2 separate regions of the Mus musculus genome follow, and region 1 is linked to region 2. The links are chromatin contacts, called in public promoter capture Hi-C maps. All regions are on one chromosome and are shown on one strand. The core of a region is the stretch at or near the end of the contact, and the rest is flanking DNA. Distances in the headings are between cores, read along the strand shown.

Region 1 (5,521 bases), core at 1,447-3,946, 290 kb after region 2:
TAGAACAAACAAGGGCTGCTCCTAACAAAAAGAAGATTATAAAGGAAGAGAGATGCAGATGATGGCCTGTGAATTCCTTTGAGGACACACCTTGACTTTTTCCCTTTTATACCAAGGATCCTGAAAAACTTACTTTTATTGTTGTAGATTGTTTCCTTTAAGGAAAATAGGTATTAAATGAGAAAAGTAAGCTTCTAACAGGAATAATTAGATTAGAATTCTACTGCCTTCAAAATTATCTATTTAGGCAAAAAACTACAACCAGGTAGTATTCACTTGTCATTTCAGAGAGCTCAGTCACAACCCCAAATAGACACATTGAGACGCCATCACATTGTTTCATCGATTCTCATCTCCACTCCTTTGTTTTTACCATTCCTATCCACTAGCCCGTCAAGAGAGACCACGTTGCTTCCCTAATATTAAGTTCAGTGATTTATTGTAAAATTGTTTTTGTCTAGAATTACTGAAATTAAAACATGTTCATTTTGTTTTAAATTAAATATGAAGCCACTTTAAAATATAAGTTGTGGACTGAAAGAGCTCCAAAGGACAAAGGCAATGTGTGATTTCTCCCTTTGAGTAGAAACCAGCCTGGGAAGGGAATACAGAGAAACCTACCTGTCATGGTAAAACCACCAACCAACAAACCAATGTCACGGCCCCCGACTATGATGGCTTCACTGCGCTCTTCTGGGTTGCCGCTGTTTTTGGTTTTCCATGCAGCCCATATTCCAACCAGAAATATAAGGAGGTAGAAGAGGATAATAGCTACCAGTCCTTCTACGTGGAAAGACATTTTTATTTAGGGTACAGTGCAGATCCTTCCACAGAGGGCTACTTCATCAAATCTTCTGTAGAAAATACAGCAATGTATTATTAAGCAGCCACGCACTATGCTTACACAGGCTGCCAAAACGAAGCAGCTGGATCCAGACATCTTTTTTTTTTTTCTTCTTTGAAAAAGCTTGCATTGAAATCCCATAATACTAATCATGGCCAACAAGTGTCCAGTTCACTGCTCTGTTTCTGCTTAACAAGTTAATGCTTTGCATTCGAAGAAACAAACAAAAAAAGGAGTGAGCATAAATCCAATAAAAATAATTTTTTTTGTATTTTATAAATTCCTTCAAGTTAAGTCTGTTTTGTATTACACCTCAGTTCTTTAGATTGTTTGCAGCGATTATGCCTATATATTTGCCCTTTCAAACTAAGTCAATATTTAATAATTGTTTACTAATTTAAGTGTAGCCTAAAGGAATACTCCAAGAAAGTCTCCCCCCTCCCCCTCCCTCTCTCTCTTCCCCCCTTTCCTCCTCCCCTCCCCTCTCCTCTCTCTCTCTCTCTCTCTCTCTCTCTCTCTCTCTCTTTCTTTCTCTCTTTCTCTCTTTCTCTCTCTCTCTCTGTTCATTCTTCATTCTTTACTTATCCTTTCAGACCTCAGGAAACAGGTCCAAAAGTAACTCAATATAAAATATCTGGCCAGAATACCCCCTCCAAAAACACTAAAACAAAAACAACGCCCCCCCCCCAAAAACAAACAAACAAACTAGGAAAATCCTTTTTAAAATCAATTTACTGTGACAACTAAGTATGTTTTCCTTGTTTAAAAGAAGGACCCTCTCAATCTCTCAATCTTCCTTTGTCCTTAGTTCATATCATGTCCACCCCACCCCCACCCCCACCCCACCCTCACTCCTACCCCCACCCCCACCCCGCGCCTCATCATCCCGGTCTCTACAGAAGAGGATTTTAAAATAAGGCAATATATAAACCACAGTCACAGATACGAAAACGCGAACGAAGAGGACTGATGTCAACTTTTAAAATAAAGCTTGATCTTACGGAATTCCTGTTCTCTTATACTGAACAAACCAGTGCTATTTCCTTCACCCCAGTTCACAGGCGTAAGTTTTTGTGGGAGGGGGTCTGAGCTTTGCAAGCGGGTTCTGGCTGCAAGCACTCACCTCCGGGATGTTCTGGAGCGCCCCGGACCGGGTGGGCTCCGCCTTTGTGAGCCCAGAGCCACCAAATTTCCCCTCCGCCCAAACTCCCCCGCGCCCTGCTCCCCTTTGCCTCTGAGCTCTGGATCTCCTGAATCCAGACTCCTACAGTCGCTAGCACCCCTAGAGCCACAAGTGCTTCTTAACTGAGCGGAGGGGACATCCCCAGCAGGCAGAGTCGATCCTTCCCGGGCGGCCCCGAGGGTGTGGCCCTAGCTCTTGTTCCCGTAGGGCTCTTACCTTTGCGTCACCCGGAGCTGCTTTAGGGGTCCAGGAGCCCCTTGAGCCCCGGGCTGTGAGGGACACGGAGGGAGGGAGGCTCGAGGTGAGTGGAGGGGGCTCCGGCAAGGAGCCCGATGAGGACTCCGAGGGGGTGAAGCGATCGATCTGGGTATTGGAAAAAGTCTCTTTATAAGGGCGGAAGGCGGGGGCGATCGTCAGAGCTCTGGAGAAGGACGTCAGAACAAAGTGGTGCTGGGCGTGAGTTGCGGACTGTGCCCTGGTGTGGCCCGGGGTGCGAGGGAACAGCCAAGCTCAGATCCAGCACTTGCCCAAGTTCATGTTCCCATCCCAAGTCAAGTCGTCTGCTACCCTAGAATGGAGGACTCCAGACTAAAGGTCATTTCCCAGCCTACCTGCCCACTTTATCTTTCTGGGTTGCAAAAGACAGCAATGGACTTGGAGGATTTCACTTGCAGATGCAGACTGGAAGCTTCCAAACCCCGCCTTGAGGTGTCCACATGCAAGCTCAGTTAAGGGCCTTGTCTCTGTCTCTGGTTGGCCTCAGAGAGGGGTTGCTTTCAAGCCCTTCTTGGCTAGTTTTTTTGTAGAAACATGTTAGGAAGGTTTAGACTAGTCAGCCTATTTCTCTTTGCTTTATATTCATATTCCCTTCACTTAAAACTGGGGTCACCATGAAACTTTCTCACAGGTGCACAGTTCTTTAAAATAAAGTTGGTGTGTAAGCCACAGGAAACATCCTACTAGCTAAGCCAAGCACTCTAGCTTATAAAAGCACTCAGTCTATCACTTCAAACAGGTTTAGATCTTTTGCATGCATATATATCTAGCACTACATTTCTAGCATACTACATATCTAGTATTCTGTGACAGGATTACTTATGTATCTGTTGTACCTGTCTTTAAAGGGCTTTATCTTATAACAGTTGAATATATTGTAGAGGGGGCTGCTTCTGCAACCTTTTAAATGTGTTTCAGGGAGAGGTGTTATGGAATGGGTGTGAGGAAAAAGAAAAGATTGAAAGCCATAAAGTCTCAGCTTTGTGCCCACTTTCTCACTTCTTTCTACATCTACTGAGCCAGTCTATTAAACAGTGAAACAGTGCATCTGACAGCTAACGAGGTGAAGTCCATACTCAGCTGCTATCCACCTCTCTAGGCTAACCTGCAGACTAGCTCCCATCTTAGACTGGATTTATAGAGGCTCTTTTAACTGTATTCCCCATTCCTTTGTTCTCTGTGTGAACAGTAACTTCCCCTGTTACTGGACAGGGCAGAGGCCTATGTGGATAGTTGTCATAATGAAGGTTTGTAACCAGCTAATTGCTATCTATCTATCTATCTATCTATCTATCTATCTATCTATCTATCTATCTATCTATCTATGGAACAGACCCTATTTGAGCTCAGACAGAAACTAACAGAAGACAGACATGAAATTCATTTAACCACTCAGTGTTTTAGGTGGGATTTCTTTTACTTTTGATTCTAATTAACTTCTGATTTTGAACTTAGGCCACAGATTAATACACATTTTTTTCCTTCTGGAATATTCCTTAAGGTGATGACACAGATATTTCAGTTGCAGTAGGGCAGGGATCAGGAATGCAGTGTCTCAGACAGTGTGCCAGTTTATGGGGCTAAGGTCAGAGAGTGTGACTCAAGCACAGAGAGACAGGAGAGATGGCTGTCCTCACAGAACATCACTAGGGCTTAGGGGTGAGAATCCGGAGTGCAGCCAGGGCTGGCACTCTGGGAGAGGTGGGGCTAGGGAAACTAATTAATTTTGAGAAGCCAGGAATACCAGGATCTAGACCAACTCCCAGATCTCAGTAGTGACAGTGACCTTGAAAGTGGCTTAAAAGAAAACTGGCAAAGAAACTGTCCTTCATGATAAAGAGCACCAGTTGAAAATGACAACTACTGATGTATTGAGTCTGGCTTTTGGCAGACATGTCCTCATCTGCCAAGTCCTGTGAGTACCATTGTCTGACCAGACAATGATGCCGCACATGCGTTTCTGATCTAGCATCCTCTTTGTGATGCATGTTTGTCTTTTATCTTCACTATAACATCCCTTTCTACTTTCCTGAGAGTATATGCTTATACTTGGAGCCACAGAATATATGTCAGTGGGAGCTGAATTTCGGATTTAGGAGCTGGAAAGCAAGTTTGCATTACAAATCATTTATTTCGTTAGTACACATCTCCTATTACTTTTTATATTCCAAACAGTGTTCTAAGAACCGAGAATATATGTAGAAAATGATATATAATGCCCTACCCTAAACAACTTTTTATCCTTAACAGGAAAACAAAAGGAATATCAGACAAAGGTCTCATTTAACTTCTTATTTTCAGTTCTGGGGAGCACACAGTATATCCCTCTGCTTACAGATATTAAGTGCAGCCCAGACATTTCTCTATGACTGATACACTGTTCTTGAACGAGGGGACATTTTGTTCATACAGCAGAGGCTGTTTTGTGCGAAGATTATGATGGGTGCTGGATCCTTCTTCTCAGTGAGCTTCAGTTATCTGACCTTGCTGCCCATAGCATCATTCATGGAATAGAGGCGCTAGAAGCACTATTTTTTCAAAAAAACATTGATATGTATATATGTATATGTATGTGTACACATATATATGTGTGTATATATGTATATATAAGAATCAATGGCTATGACTTGAGTGTACATTAACACATTATGTTAATGTGACATAAAACATTAACCCAGATGTATTCAATGAGATACTGTGTGCCCCTTTCCCACAATTCCTTAACCTTCTGGTTTCTCACATACCTTTAAGTTGACCCTCTTTTAATTTACTACTTTTCGATTGCAACTGGCCAAACATTTCAAAACACAGTGGATATCATGATAATAGGGTGCTATAGAAATTGTACTAGAGTGATAATTTTAATTCTATAAATCTTAGAAAAAGGTTTAGGAATATTTTTCCTTCTGACCCTTTCCCAGTGTGGTGGTTTGAGTGAGAATGAATCTCAAAGACTCGTGCTTTGTGAATGCTTGGCTCATCCCTAGTTGGTAGACTGCTTAGGAAGGATTAGGGGGTATGGCCTTGTTGGAGGTGTTTCACTAGAAGTAGGATTTGAGGTTTCAAAAGCCTACCTCAGGCCGTCTTTTATTCTTTCTGACAGCAACTTGTGGACCATATGAGATTTCTCAGCTACTGCTTCAGTCTTGATTCAACTTAGTCCCTTTAAGTTTTACAGTGCTATGAAAGCATTCATGTTCAGCAGATCTCTCAAGTTC
Region 2 (5,378 bases), core at 2,333-4,832:
GAACACAGCGCCTGCCCCAATCCAATCGCGCGGAACCAGAGAAGCGCTTTCTGCTAGATTCTTTACTAGACACTGACTTCAATGGATAAAAGACTTCAAAGTAAAAGCAGGTACACTGTACCAGGTAGTAGAGAACCTGGGGGAATAGCCTTGAAGTCATTGGTACTGGAAGAGACTTTCTGAACAGAATACCAATAGCACAGACACCAAGATTAACAATTAATGAATGGGACCTCAAGAAACTGAAACCCTCTCTAAGGGAAAGCACACTATCATTTGAATAAAGGAGCAACCTACTGAATAGGAAAAGATTTTTTTCCCCAAACCATATCTAATTGAAGACATATACAAAATATAAAGAGAATTCAGGGAACTAGTTACCAAAACCATATAATCCCCTTAAAAATGAGATATGAACAGTGAATTCTTTTTTTTTTTTAACATGCTATTTTTATTGATAATTTGGAAGTTTCACATTAGGCACCCTGATCACATTCACTTCCCAGTACTCCCAGGTCCACGCCCCCCCCTCTCCCACTTTGTAAACTAAAGAAGAGGGGAAAAAAGAAACCTAAGTTTAATTTGTATTGCCTATATACTTACTAAAGCATAGTCAAACCCACAGGGGGCAGATCCATTAAAACAAAACAAAAAAAAAAAAAAAAAAAAACCACGAGTCCTTCCCCATCCCTGCCCTTGCCAGAAACCATCAATTGTGGAGAGCCACACTTCAGCATACCTAAGATGGCTTCCTGTATAGATTCTCTCTCTCTCTCTCTCTCAATCTTCTCTTTCTTTCTTTCTTTCTTTCTTTCTTTCTTTCTTTCTTTCTTTCTTTCTTTCTCTCTTTCTTTTCTTTCCTTTCTTCCTTCCTTTCTCTCTCTCTCTCTCTCTCTCTCTCTCTTTTCTTTCTTTCTTTCTTTCTTTCTTTCTTTCTTTCTTTCTTTCTCTCTTTCTTCTTTTTAATAGAAATTTTCTTCATTTACATTTCAAATGCTATCCCGAAAGTCCCCTATACCCTCCCTCTGCCCTGCTCCCCAGCCCACCCACTCCTGCTTCCTGGCCTTGGTATTCCCCTGTACTGGGACATATAATCTTCACAAGACCAAGGGTCTCTCCTCCCAATGATGGCTGACTAGGCCATCTTCTGCTACATATGCAACTAGAGACACGAGCTCAGGGGGTACTGGTTAGTTCATATTGTTGTTCCTCCTATAGGGTTGCAGACCCCTTCAGCTCCTTGGGTACTTTCTCTAGCTCCTCCATTGGGGGCCCTGTGTTCCATCCAATGACTGTGAGCATCCACTTCTGTATTTGCCAGGTATTAGCATAGCCTCACAAGAGAGAGCTATATCAGCGTCCTGTCAGCAAAATCTTGCTGGCATATGCAATAGTTCCTGGGTTTGGTGGCTGTTTATGGGATGGATTCCTGGGTGGGGCAGTCATGGTCCTTGCTTCAATTTCAGCTCCAAACATTGTCTCTGTAACTCTTTGTTAGTGCAGAGCAACTAGAGGCAGGGCATATAAGAGAATCTCAGTTTCCTTGGAATACCCCAATATTTATTATCAAGAAAAAAAAATCTGGTAAATGGAGATTTCGACAAGATCTATGAAAGGTCAATGAAACCATGGTACCTATGGGAGCTTTACAACCTGGGCTTCATCTTCAGTGGCTAATCCCAAAGGATATTATAAAGCTGGGCTACCAGCTCAGTTAGCAGAACTGACAGCTGAACTGAATGTTTTTCAGTCTGTGGATGATACTTTTAATCTTTTTCCTGATAGTCTATATGTGGCCCAGTCTTTTCCTCTATTGGAAACTTGTAGTATATTTAATTTTAATATGCCAGCTGGACCTCTGTTTTCACAATTGCAAAACATACTTGCTCAAAAAAAAATTCCCTTTTATATTGGTCATATAAAAGCTCATTCTGGTCTTCCTAGACCTTTAGCTTCAGGCAATGATCACATTGACAGAGCTCTAATAGCAGAAGCCTTAGTTTCAGATCCTGTTGCATTGGCTAGATGTGATCATAATAAATTTCATCTTTCTAGTCATACCTTAAGTTTCTAACATAAGATTAAGGAGCAGGCTAAAATTATTTGAAAACAATGCCCTAACTGCCTTTCATTATCTCCAGTTCCTCATTTAGGGGTTAATCCATGAAGCCCTATGCTCAATCATATTTGGCAACTGGGTGTACCTCATTATTCAGAATTTGGAAAATTGAAATACATCCATGTCTGTATTGACACTTGTTCAGGATTCCTTTTTGCTTCTCTACATACTGGAGAAGCCTCTAGAAATGCAATTGATCATTATTTACAAGCCTTTAATGCTATGGAATTACCTAAAATCATTAAGACAGATAATGGGCCAACTTTTACTGGAAACAATTTTACATAATTTTGTGAAGAATTTTGTATTGAACATAAAATCGAAATTCCTTACAATCCAATGGAACAAAGAATTGTCGAGTGTGCACATCACACTCTGAAAAATTGGCTTTTAAAAACAAAAAGGAGAGAATTAGACACTTCAAGGTCACCAAAAGCACATTTTGCTTTTGTTTTATTTGTTTTGCAAACTGATGCTAAAGTCAGTCTGCACTGGATTGCCAGTGGCATCCAGTCAGTTCCAGTTCATATGCCAAGGTTAAATGGGACCCCTTAACTAATACATGGAATGGTCCTGACCTTGTTTTGATATGGGGGCGAGATTCTATCTGTGTTTTTTCACTAAAAGAAGATGGAGCCTGATGGCTGCCTGAAAGATTGGACCGTCAAGTGGACACAGGCCCTAAGTCTTCTAGTGAAAGACCCACAATGTGAGGACTCCCCTACGTTCTGACTCAGGAGAGGTGAGACACCCCAAATCACTCATGAGAAATGGTCTTGCTGCAAACTGCAAGAGGACTTTTATTTCAAGAGCGTTCTCAGGTTCACAGTCATACACCACGCAAGGGTAGAGGACCGTGGTGCCCCGAGTAGCTGGGTAAGGGGGTATTTAAAGGAAGAAACCACAACTCAAGGAGGTGGGGAGGGCATTGTTGGAAAATACCAAAAATACCAGCTAAGAGTCACAAGGAAGTGGAAAGTCAAAACAGTTTTCTAGGAGCCTCTAACAATAGCATATTTGCATAGTGGGTTTCAGCAATGGTCAGGGTGGGTCAGGGTGACTTTCTTTGAATGAACACTCCCTGAACCCAGGAAGCTGGTGGGTGGAGGAATGTCGCTGTCTGTTTTATGATTAGCATGCCTTGAAGCACTGAGTCACAAAGGTCACATTCTCAAGCCTGGGCCTAAAGGCCTAGAATTTTTTTTTTTTTTTTTTTTTATGTTATACTTTCTCACTAGAAAGTATGATCCCAATGATGGCTCAAAATCTCTATCAGCCAGCTGAGTTAACTTGGAACATAGTCTCCATTCTTACTGGAGAAGTAACAGTTTTCTGTTAATCCTCAAAGCCACCTCCCACCCACCCTGTGGCCTGATTTTGTGTCAGAGATGGGCAACTGGGGTTCTTGAGATCCTATCAACCTAAGACAGAGGTGGAGCCAAAAGGCCATTTTTCTCCATAACAAACACAAACAAGCTGTGCATGTCCTTAAAGATGGGTAAGAAGGAGTATAGACCCAGACCTAAGCCAGTCATGGTCACCTGCCACTATATTTCCCAGATGGTATCATTTAACATAAGTAAATCTTGTGCTTCCCTTGCAGTTTATCTTTAAAAAATAAAAAAGGGGGAACTGTGCCCCTCCCCCAGGCTTGAGATGACTAAACAATTTTCTGAAGGCTGGAGCCAGGCACCAGCACCCAGGCCTCCCTACATTTACACCTTCTTGCCTGAGACTTGAGCAGACTGCCCACCCACTGAGCTGCTGAGAGCTTGTTTTGCAACAGAATCAGCTGAGACAAAGCAACAGAATCCAGCCATAGCAGAGGATGGGCCTTTGGGTTTCCCCCTATATATTCAGAGTTAAATATGAAAACATTGGGCCTTGATCAGAAACCTTTCAGGTTTCTCATTTCAGGTACCCAGTTTGACCAAAGCCACTGGATGCTACATCTAACAAATGTACACATATATACATATATACACATATACACATATACATGTATACACGTATACACATATACACATATACACACATACATATATACATATATATGTATATGTATGTATATATATGTGTATGTGTCTGTCTGTCTATATGTATGTATGTATATATACATATATGTCTGTGTATATATATGTATATATGTGTGTGTGTCTGTCTATATGTATGTATATATACATATACACATATACATATATACACACACACACACACACACACACACACACACACACACACATTTATAAATTAATAAAACAGGTGGTTAGCCCCAACTAGTATGTGTGTGTGTGTATGTGTGTGCCTGGCTTTCTCCTTTTCTTCCTTTTCTTTTCTCTTTGGCTCATGGAAAGTTAATAAACTCTGAGCCTCTGGCCTAGCCAGTGAAGGGCCTTTGGGCCAGAGAGAAAAGAGCCCATGAATTGACCCTTTTTTTCTCAATCACCTGATGCTATCAGCAGAATTTAAATTGTCAGAAGTTAGTGGTTTTTGGCCACAGAATAGCAAAGTGTTAAAGAAAAAGTTAAATTGCCAAAAGTAAGCAGTTTTGGACATGCAACCATTCACTCCGTACTTCCTTTCACTGCCTTCTTCAGGGAATATATATGAATATATATGTCTCTGTGTGTGACTGTGTGTGAGTGTGTGTCTATGTATGAGTGTGCGTGTGTGTTGGTGTGTTTATCTGTGTTTGTGCATGTATCTGTATATGTGTGAACACACCCATGCATCCATCTGTTCACCCTACACAACCTCTGCAGAGTTAAAATGATAACTTGTGGGAATAGCTTCTCTCCTTACACCATGTATGTCCCGTGCATCAACTTATACAATTATCGTGCTGTGAGCCTTCTTTCCCTGCCTCTTTATTTTGCTGCTTCAAGATAATAAGTTTTTGTGGTTCTTGTTTTAGGACCATTTATTGATGAGAACAAAATAAAGAACAGAAAACAGAGAAGAAAGTAGAGCAGGAGAGAGGAAATAGAAGTGGGGAAGGGAGAGACAGTAAGAGTCTTTCACACTGAATTGTAATGGGTCCTCCAGTGAAAACCAATGGACAATAAAGGGTAGGGACATACATGTATTTCTTTATTTACCAACAGTATTTAACAGGATTTATATATCACTGGTTAGTCTTGAACTTTGAAAAACCTGCCACTCTAGGTCTGCTTTTCCCCTCAGGGTATCAAGGCACCATTATGCATTGGGCTGGATTGGTAGGAATGAAGTTTAGCATTGGTGGGTGGGTTAGACAGGT

Evidence for each region. Promoter capture Hi-C pulls out the DNA fragments that hold promoters and counts their contacts.
Region 1: a contact with region 2 is called in a promoter capture Hi-C map of embryonic stem cells, with 4 times the contacts expected there. The contact joins the promoter of Slc5a7 here to the enhancer-like site in region 2. A contact is called at or near these places in 12 of 39 promoter capture datasets (the 3T3-L1 cell line, the HPC-7 cell line, cranial neural crest and 4 more) and 1 of 115 datasets of contacts at active chromatin or transcription factors (stem cell-derived neural progenitor cells).

The regions. Positions count from the first base shown.
Region 1 is chr17:54,296,338-54,301,858 of GRCm38.p6, forward strand. Slc5a7 (solute carrier family 5 (choline transporter), member 7) reads right to left here and starts at 2,697. Exons shown (of 9, transcript NM_022025.4): 1 at 2,244-2,697; 2 at 622-854. The coding sequence starts at 799.
Region 2 is chr17:54,007,524-54,012,901 of GRCm38.p6, forward strand. No RefSeq gene overlaps it. Among named protein-coding and RNA genes, the nearest start is that of Sult1c1, 20 kb to the left of the region's middle. Within about 2 kb of position 3,583, at least 7 of the 459 cell types and tissues checked have an H3K27ac peak or open chromatin away from gene starts, as enhancers often do. A contact at or near this core is called in embryonic stem cells, epiblast stem cells, stem cell-derived epiblast-like cells and 1 more, where this site is marked.